3 separate regions of the Mus musculus genome follow, and all the other regions are linked to region 3. Evidence: chromatin contacts called from public HiChIP or PLAC-seq and promoter capture Hi-C data. All regions are on one chromosome and are shown on one strand. The core of a region is the stretch at or near the end of the contact, and the rest is flanking DNA. Distances in the headings are between cores, read along the strand shown.

The links. Promoter capture Hi-C pulls out the DNA fragments that hold promoters and counts their contacts. HiChIP or PLAC-seq counts read pairs in DNA pulled down with a chosen protein or histone mark.
Region 1: an H3K27ac HiChIP or PLAC-seq map of embryonic stem cells shows a contact between it and region 3, with 2.7 times the contacts expected there. The contact joins the promoter of Gars here to the promoter of Wipf3 in region 3. A contact is called at or near these places in 1 of 39 promoter capture datasets (cranial neural crest) and 2 of 115 datasets of contacts at active chromatin or transcription factors (the SCID.adh cell line and embryonic stem cells).
Region 2: a contact with region 3 is called in a promoter capture Hi-C map of hematopoietic stem and progenitor cells, with 5 times the contacts expected there. The contact joins the promoter of Inmt here to the promoter of Wipf3 in region 3. A contact is called at or near these places in 8 of 39 promoter capture datasets (cranial neural crest, embryonic stem cells, hematopoietic stem and progenitor cells and 5 more).

The regions. Positions count from the first base shown.
Region 1 is chr6:55,036,326-55,039,387 of GRCm38.p6, reverse strand. It overlaps Gars (glycyl-tRNA synthetase), which reads right to left and starts at 1,387. Exons shown (of 17, transcript NM_180678.3): 1 at 1,155-1,387. The coding sequence starts at 1,346.
Region 2 is chr6:55,173,515-55,176,733 of GRCm38.p6, reverse strand. It overlaps Inmt (indolethylamine N-methyltransferase), which reads left to right and starts at 1,744. Exons shown (of 3, transcript NM_009349.3): 1 at 1,744-1,907. The coding sequence starts at 1,751.
Region 3 is chr6:54,427,890-54,431,377 of GRCm38.p6, reverse strand. Wipf3 (WAS/WASL interacting protein family, member 3) reads right to left here and starts at 1,692. Exons shown (of 9, transcript NM_001167860.2): 1 at 1,518-1,692. 9130019P16Rik (RIKEN cDNA 9130019P16 gene) reads left to right here and starts at 1,157. Exons shown (of 14, transcript NR_033635.1): 1 at 1,157-2,057.

The sequences.
Region 1 (3,062 bases), core at 138-2,637, 610 kb before region 3:
AGCTGTACAGGAAGGCTCTCCATGATCAATGCGTCCTGAAGTTAACTACATTCAGTCTTACTACAGAGGAATACTATGTACTGCAGTTCCAGGCTAACGTGGCAGAGGGAGGGGTTTGCAGTGTGTGCTTTTTTTTTTCCCCCAAAATTAGATGTATTGTTCCAAAGGAAGGAGTTAGGTCACAACAAAACAACAAAGGAGTCACACATACATTTATGTGGGGAGTGGAAGGTGGATGGAGACTGAATGTACAGAACATACAATTAAAAAAAGAAAAAATAAAGCCCATAGTGAAAATCAAAATGAAAGCCTATTAACTGAGTCGGGCTCAAACTGGAGCAAAGTGGCAGAATTCCTCGAAGCTGCAGCACCTCAGCTCCAATGAATTATCCTTAAGACAGGATTCCACCCTCCTTAGCTAGACAAACGATTGCATCAGGCGCCAGAGCAGGCGCAACCCGACCGGTGTTTACAGCTAGTAGGTCATGGATGCCGGGCCCTACTGTAAGCTCTGGCTCTCACTGGGTGTGGGTATCATTCCAAATACTTTTCTCCTTTCCCTCTTAAGTCTGATCACCACCACTCAGTGCTACAGTAAAAAAAGGAGATCTGCATTAAATCCCCAGATTCTCCAGCTAAGAAACCTCCCTTCCCTTCCGCAAAATGACATTTTCAGGTGTTCCACCCTAAGAATGGATGACTTCACTGAGTGGCTCGGTCAGTCCATCTACAATTTCCAGCTTGATCCGAAAGCTCGCTGGTTCCAGACACTCTCTTCAGAAGGCAGAAAGATGACAGGAGAGGGATCATGAATTCGCATCAGTATTGGAGGGGGGTGGGGGGTCGACACCTCCCCATAGCCACGTTTCGACCGTGAGCCAGTCCTCAGGCTAAACACTGAAGCAAGGAAGATAAAGAGAAGGGAACGCTTCCCAAAGCATCCCCAAGACTAAAGAAAAGAAGCGCGCAGCATCAGCTTGCCGCTGAGCCGAGCCATCGGGGCGCTCAAAGAGGGAGGCGAAGCCTACGGCTGGATTCGGGGTACGCAGAGAGGGCACGAGGCCCAAGGATCACGGATGCCGACGCAGCGCGGGGACAGGGGAAGGACGGACAGGAGCGGGGTGCGGCGCGCGGCTGCGGGCGAGGGTCGGTACCTGCTGGCGCACGGCTAGCCGCAGTGGGGCCAGCAGCTCCTCCGCGCTGTCCATGCTGCTCCGGGAGGCGGCGGGCTGCGCGGGAGCGCTGAGGAGCCGCTGAGACGCGGACGCTGCGACCACTCGGGGCGGCGACAGGAGCGGCAGCGCGGCGCGGGTGGCTCTGAGCAGCGAGGGGAGCAGACAGGGCATGAGCACGCCGCCTAGGCGGTGCGCAGGGCGGCTACGGAAGCGGCGCGCGGCCCGCCCGGTGCATGATGAAATAGCGCAGCCAGGCCGCAGGCGCGCGCAGCCGCACTTCCCGCAGGCGCGCGCAGCCGCCGCGTCTGCAACCGCAGATTCGGCAGAGAACCCGGAAGGGCACCAACTTGCTCAAAAATGTGTGAAGAGGACGCTCCAGACAAATGCACAGAAGGACATGGCTTCTGAGAGTGCAGTCCTAACCTAGATGCCCGAGCACCTTTAGATCGTGGGCTTCTCTGTTGTCCCAGACGCTCGAATCGCCCCACTGGAACACCCATACTTCTGCTTCTTCCTCAGCCCATTGTTTAGAAGAGTATATAAAGTCACATAAAATCGGAACCTAGAGTTACTATAACTCTAGTGGGTCATGGTGATGCACATCCGTAATCCCAGCACTTGGGAAGACGAGGTAGGAGGATCGTGAGTTCAAGACCAGCCTAAAATACACAGTGAGCCTCTGTCTTTAAGAAACAAACAAACAACAACAGCAAAAACAAAAATATTGCTCAAGACCCAATGTTCCTCGGACTATTTATAGGAATCAGAGTTGCTGTTCTTCTCAGGGCATGCCAGTTAATTTGAAAGACAAGGTGTAGAGGCAAAGGAAAAGTGATTTTACTTGGATAACCACCTCATGGAGCAGTCAGGGGAACTCTAGCCTCAAAGCTCTTGCAGAAGTTATATAGGTTGGATGCTCCCAAACTTGTGGACACCTCACAGCCAGTCAGCCAGATGATGGGCCCAACCGGGAGATACCACCTTCCAGTTTCACAAATATCAAGAAGACCATCATTATCCTTGTGCTATTGTTGTGATTGGTTAGCTGGTTTTTTACACAGTGGACAGTCTAGAGGGCAATGAACCTGGCTCAAGGCCCTCTTTCAGAGAACCCAACTCCATGCAGTGAGAGACCACACGTTCTCAACTCCCAGAAATCTTTGATGCTGTTTTTTAGGGTGAAGAACCAGACACAAGGTAGTTACTAGTTTACCCAGTATCCCCAAGACAAAAGTTAAGCAAGAGGAGGTTTGTGACGCTCTTCATTTGCTTCCAAGTTGCTTTTACTGCCAATTTTAGGGATCACGCGTATTTTTATTAGCTTTACTGGATATAACACCTGGGGTGCTGTGGCAATCTTGGTGTTTTTCAGGAACTTGAAGGTGTAAACCAGTTTAAGTTCCTGGCCCTTTCCTGCAGCCTGCACAGATATCCAAGGGTGACCTTTTGAAATCTGGAGGCTTAAAATTTCACACTCAGAACATGCTATTGCCACCATTGTTTAGAAACATAGATCCAGTGAAGGGGTCCTGACAAAGATCGCTGATGCGTCCTTAGTCTTCACCTATAGTCACTTTTCTGACACCTCAGGCCACCCTGCTTCTTTATCTACAAATAACTCCAAACCCCAGTCTCCAGGAGTCAGGTCCGAAATTCGTTCTCATGGCTACATGCTTGGCAGTCTCATGCATATTTTCCCAGTGACTGGCATGATATGGGCCTGTTTGAGCAAGCCAGGAACAAGTCCAGACAGACCTTTACCCATGGTTTAGCAGCTTGCAGTGTGGGGAACCCATGGACTAATCCAGGCACAGACCAGACCCCTTGTCCCAGGGAATTGGCCCATTGCTGCTGACCTGCAAATTTCCCTTAGCAATGGAGAATGCT
Region 2 (3,219 bases), core at 495-2,994, 750 kb before region 3:
TGGGAACCCACTCTGAAGTTTGCTACCCAGACACTCTCACCCTTGGATGACTTAGAAAGAGATGAGGCAAGTGTGTGTGTGTGTGTGTGTGTGTGTGTGTGTGTGTGTGTGATCACTGCAGACTCCCTTACAGCAGAGTAAGAGTCTACACAGCCTCTGTCCATTTTCCCTTTGCAGTAGCAGGTCTAGTTGGTTATTTTTTCCAACCTAACACACACTAGAGTCACCTGGGAAGAGAGATCCTCAAGTGAGGAGTGACCTTCATCAGACTGGCCCGTGAGTGTTTCCTTAATTAATGACTGATGTGGGTGAGCCCCGTGTTCTGCGGGTGGTGTCACCCCTTAGCCAGCAGGCTAAGCAAACCATGGAGGGCAAGCCAGTGAGCAGTGGTCTTTCAATGTCCCCACCTCTACTCCTGCTTGAGCTCCTGCCCTGCCCTTCCTCAGTGACAAACTGTGGTCAGGAGGTGCAAGTCAAATAAACCCTTTCCTTCCCAGGTTGCTTTGGGTCATGGTTGTTTACCAAAGCAAAAGACGGCAAACTGGGGCATCATTTTTCAAAGCAACCAGACCAGACCACAGCAGATCTAAGTGAGCTGATGATTCTGGGGGCAGAGGACAAGATGCACATGTGCACACACGTGGATGTGGATGGGTGGCGCTCTGTGCAGTGTTGTGACACGTTTTCAATTGTTTGTCCAAATACAGGGCTTGGCAACACACAGGCCTAGTGATTTGGGGAGGTGCTGTCAAAGTTTACTCCCGAGCATAAGAAAAAGAAAAGGAAGAAAGAAAGAAAGAAAGAAAGAAAGAAAGAAAGGAAGGAAGGAAGGAAGGAAGGAAGGAAGAAAGAAAGAAAGAAAGAAAGAAAGAAAGAAAGAAAGAAAGAAAGAAAGAAAGAAAGAAAGAAAGAAAGAAAGAAAACATTAAGCCAAATGAGAAAACAAGACTTAAACCTTAAACCGCTGGGGAATCATTAACTCAGTTAAAGATAAGCTGTTTACAAAGGCAAGTTCACTGAGTGTAGAATAGCAGAGAGATTTGAAGATCTCTGGTCCTCCTACTTCCCCAGCCTGGGGAGCACTTCTGTTCTGGTTCTTGTTTTATTTGCCTTATCAAAGATGAAGCCCAGGGGCCGTGAATGTGTTGGCTGGGAGCCTGGCCCTGTGTCTCCACCCTCTACTCTTAACCCCATGAGTGAAGCATCCCTAATGAGACCCTCATCTCTTTGGTCTCTGCCTCTTTCTCTTTGTCTGTCTGTGTACCTCTGTCCCTATGTAATTCTCTCTCTGTCTCTCTCTCTCTCTCTCTGTCTCTCTCTCTCTGTCTCTCTCTCTCTCTCTGTCTCTCTCTGTGTCTCCATATATATATCTGTCTCTGTCTGTCTCTGTCTGTCTGTCTCTCTCTCTCTCTGTCTCTCTCTCCTGATCCCAGTTGTCCACATGCCACCCTAGAGGGCCAGGGATGAGAGCTTCAGGGCCCAGTGACCCAGGACAGGACTGGAGGCCCTCTAGCATTCTCTTGCTTCATCACAAAAATCAAATCCAGCCAGGAATCTAGCATTCTCTTGCTTCATCACAAAAATCAAATCCAGCCAGGAATCTGACACCTGCACTCTGAAACCATCTCCAGGGACCCTAGCTCCTCCCTGAGAAGGGAGGTCTTATAAAAAGATTATAAAAGGCATGGTGGGAAGGAGTGAGCATTCAGTAGGGGCAAAGGAGTCTGGACAGCTGTGTGGGCTGGCTAGAATGGAGGGCAAGGTATACATAGGAGGTGAGGACTATGAAAAAGAGTTCACTCCCAAAGACTACCTGACCACCTACTACAGCTTCCACTCTGGCCCTGTGGCAGAGCAGGAAATCGTAAAGTTTAGCCTGCAGAACCTCTACCAGACCTTCTCTACAGGTGAGTGGCTGAGGTCTCCCTGGGGAGGGGCTGGAACCATGCCAACAGGGAGAGCTTATTCTGTATATACAGATGCTACAGAGGTGACTGGTCTGAAGGCCCACAGGGCCCATAGATGGCAATGTGTGCAGATCCAGAAGAGCCATGCCTCAGGAGTGAAGAACTTGCCTTGCACCCATGATCAGCCTCAGTAGCTACACTCGTAAGCTTTGAGGGGTATACCCAGATTTGTGGAGCTCCTAGGCCCATGCTGAGAGAAGTGACATAGGACTGGGCACCAAGGCTACTTTTCCCTCTCCTCTTGCCAGAGGCCTTCCAGAAAGCTCTGCAGCCTTTTTGGAACCTTGAGTCTCTCTGAAAAAAATCCCTGATGAAAATTCTTCCCTGTAAACATGCATACAAGTTTCCATGATTTGCCCCCAATGTCTAAGGGCAGACTAAGGCTAGGGAGGGACAGGGGTGGCCAGTCAAAGTCAGAGAGCTAATAGTAACAGCAGCAAGAATGAATCATAAGACTTCAAGTGACCCAGCACTAATGGGGAGAGTGTGTTCTGTGTGACCCTGGAGGTCACTCAGTGTACTCCCCCACAAAAGCCTTCTTAGCCAGACATTCGGTGCCAAGGAACGGGTAGCAAGGAACAACCTCAGAATACAGAGGGAAGAAAGCCTGGTGCTGCTGGAGAAAGCTGGGGTATAGAACAGACTTCAGTCCTTGGCAGAGGCATGGTAGGTATAAAAGGAGACTGCAGAAGGGAGAGGGCAGGCTGAGAGGGCATACCCGGGGTGGGGGGTGGAGGTACACTGAGCAACTGACCTCCAGGGTCACACAGAGCACATTCTCCCCATTAGTGCTGGGTCACTTGAAGTCTTAGGCTTTATTCTTGCTCGTGTTACTATTAGCTCTCTGCCACACTTTCTTCTGTGTGGCTGCCTTTCCTAGAAAATCAGAAGGGCTCTTAAGAACTAGCTGGTGTCCTTCTCAGCCTTTATCCCAGACCCTGCCACTCTACCAATTCCCCCAATTTTCTAAATCCAATGTTCTTTGAAGTTAGCCTATGCCAACTGATTAGAGAGAGAGAGAGAGACAGTAATCCTGAATTTATCTGGAAGACCAGACATACCTCCCAGGCCTCCACTAGTATCCTGGGTCATGGGGAGGCAGTTAAGAATGTCAGCTGTTTCCCACCCCCGGCATTGCTCCCCACTCCTGTCAATGTACAGCCCAGAGGCAAGGGGTTGCTCCCCTTCCCAGCTGGCGAATCCTAAGGTGGTTTGGAGTCACTCAGCAGGATGTGAGGTCAGGGTGCGGAGA
Region 3 (3,488 bases), core at 443-2,942:
GAAGGTCTGCCCAGGCCAGTAGGAAGCCCAAAGGCAGTCCACTTCTGACCTCTACCACTACTTTACAGTTTAGAGAGGACAGCTTTTAGGAGAAGGCTGGGACTGGACAGGTAGTTTATCAGTGGAAACTCTGATCTTGTAGAACACTAGGACTCATTCCCAGCACCCACATAGTGGTTCAGGGACATTACATCCTTAACTCTAGTCCAGAGGATCCAGTGCCCTCTTCTGACCTCTAGGGGTTTCCTGGCACAGAGTCGTGCATAGACATACATGCCCGAAAAATACTTACATAGAAAGTAAAAGGAGTGAACATTAAAAACAAGGCTAGAGTGTCTGATGATTATAATACTAACTGGCAGCAAGAAACCCTCTCCTGGCCCTCTCTGAGGTGACGAAGGCAAAGACAGTGAGGCACACAAGCTTTTAAAGTCACACAAGTCTGCCCAACAAATGCTCTCACTTACATCCAAGGACCCCAGGCACAGAAGAGGAATACCACTGTCCCACTGGAAACTTTCCTCAGAGAGTCCCCAGACTGTGTGTGTGTCAGAGATACTTCTGGTTTTTCCTGAGGCCATTAGACAGGCTTCCTGGGTTTCTGGGCAGAACATCTACCCAACTCAGGTTCTCACACTCATGGCAGACACTCCAAGCACACAGAAGACATTGTTTCCACAGGGGAATGGATGCCTGGCATCCTACAGGAGAGCGTGTTCTTCTCCCAAGCTTGCTCCCCGTGAGCTCCTGGCTAGGTATCCGGGGGAATGGCCACAATTACCCAGTCCCGCACACCTCCAAAGGACTTTAAAGGCCATTTGTGGCCAGATGTAAATGGCTAGAGATAATGGATAGACAGACACATACACTCTCTGGCTCCTGACCTAGGCAGGCTTACAGATAAGCCTCGGGGAGTCAGGACTCAGCTCCTGGCCCGACTCTGTCACCAGGAACTGTGTGACCTTGGATAAGTCACTTTTTCCCTCAGGAATTGGCTTTCTTTCTGGGAAATGGTCCAGTATCCTCAGTCCTTGTCTGATTGTGCAGGTTCCCAGATCTCTCCTAATCGCCAGGGACCCTTCCTTAACATCCCCAACACAAGCAAGATCCGCCCTTTTGTTCTCAGGGGAGGGGTGGGGGGTGACGTGGGGGAAGGGAAGCAGAGCCCCCTTGGGGCATCAGACTAAGAGGCCTCCGTGCCAGAAGCTGATAACGGAAGAGTGCTGTCCTGGGAGGTCACCAGGGAGCCCTGAGGTGACCTGGTGTAGCCATGGTCCCTTTCCGACCCGTGGCGGGCAGGGAGCGAGTGGTTGCCGCTAGGGCTGCACGGAGCAGCTCCCAGACGTAGTCGCGGCTGGGGACTACAGTTTGGAGAGGGTCCTGGGCACTCTCACTCACCCAGCGTCTTTGACAACGCGGGAGGCCACTCTACCTCGGGACTGTCCCCAATACCCTCCGCGACAACCCCAATCGGCCACTTACTTAACCCAGGGCCCGGACGCGAGCAGAGCAGCTACCTGCAGCTGGCCGTAACCCGGCCGACTGGACTTTAGCTGGCGCCTCCGTCCCCGCTGTCCCCGTCGTCTCCGTCGTCCCCGTCGTCTCCGTCGTCCCCGTCGCCTCGAGGATCCCGGCTGGGCTGCAGACAGTGCCTGGCGTTGCTTCTGCGCGCCCGGCTAAGCTGGACTCTGCGCTCCTCGCTCGCTCCCAGCCGGGCTTAAGCGCTGCCGGGACGCGGAGGCGGAGCCGCCGCCCCCACCTGCTCCTGGCGGCCGCCCTGGAGCCTCGCCGCCCAGCGCACGGGGACGCGGTCCAGAGGGCGGGGTCGCTCTGGCACCCAGGAGGCGGTCCTGGCTGCGCGGCGGCGCAGCTCCCAGGTACAGAGTCCCGAGTGTGAGCCACGGGGACAATGGGGCCAAGGGCTGGAGTTCCCCTGCACGCCACCTCGTCTATATATTACAAACATTTCTGAGCCCTCGCTAAGCCCCAGACAGCGCGTATATGCAAGGGGACAAAAGGAGAATGGGACAGCCGGTTGTCCCGATGAGCACAAGCAGGTACTTACAATACGGAGCCAAGAGAACATCCAACGTGTACAAAGCAGAGGGACACCCAATTCAGACCTGGGCTTGAGAGGCAGGGGTGGGTGTGTGGGTGGAGAGAGCTGGGGGGCGGGAGGGGGAGGTAGAGAAGCTTGCTCTCAGAGATAGGTGAGCACAAAATATCCTGGTAACACAGGGAGGTAAGTAGCTTCCGGTGGGGCAGAAGTGGGAAGAAGGCAGTTTGAAATCTAGAGTGAAGCGAGTCTGTCCCATTTCCCTGTCCGGCTGTCCAGAGCTTGGAGAATGCTGGAGATTTATGCCTGAGGCTCCTGTGTACACTCAGCTGCTCCAAGTGCAGCAATTCAGGCTGGCATTTCCTGCCTCTCACATCTTAGGCATACTTGTGTTCTGGTTCGAAAAGGAAGGAAAGCTCAATTTGCAGAGAAGAATTATTTCCATGGCCATGTAGAAATCCCACCAGGTCTTCTACGGAGCCCCAAAGCACAAACTAGTTGCATGGCCAGTCATTTATCTTACAAGCTGGGCGGTTTCTGGAGGATATACTAATTCAGCTTTTTAAATGCTTGATTCAAAGTGATGGTGTCTGCAGAGTGGGGCTATTTGGGGCTGAAAACATCATGAAGTTGTTGTGTTCAAGAACCCAGTGTCTCATGGCACAAGTGGTCCTTCTTGCATCCTTTTTCTCTGGACATTGCAACAGGATTCAGTCTCTGGGAGCCACGTTCCAAATACCTAAGCCGCTCTCCCCATCGTCTCTATGGACAGAATCCAGAGTGATGACCAGTTAAAGACTAAAGACTATAGTGCCAGTGCCTTTCCTGATCACCGAGACTTTCTTAGCACACTAGCTGAGTTCAATTCCCAGTACTACCAAAAGAAAACAAAGCAAAGCCCCTCAAACAACAACAACAACAACCATAATAAACCTTATCAAAGTTAATATAGTAGGAATAGATGAGATAGCTTGGCTAGTAAAGGCACTTGTTACCTGGCGACCTCCATTGGATTGATAAATTGGAAGTGGGAGTTGTGTGTATCTGTGTGTCTGTCTGTCTGTCTGTCTGTCTGTCTGCCTCTGCCCTTCCATTCCCTATTCTCTTTATGCTTCAGTATCTAGTGATGCTACACCTAGATTTTAACCAAGAAACAACTAATGTGTTACCACCACTATCTACAACAGAGTAGAAGATGGAGACAGTGTGGTGTTGCTAAGCACCTGAGACAAAGCCAGCAGCTATCCAACTCTGGTCTATTTATTAGATGGAAAAAAAAAATGCTGTTTGTATAAACCACTGATATGGGGGCTTCTCTCTCTCTCTTTCTTTCTTTCTTTCTTTCTTTCTTTCTTTCTTTCTTTCTTTCTTTCCTTCTCTCTTTCTTACACTAGTATTTATTTATTTACTACCCATTTTGTTCCAAATAGGA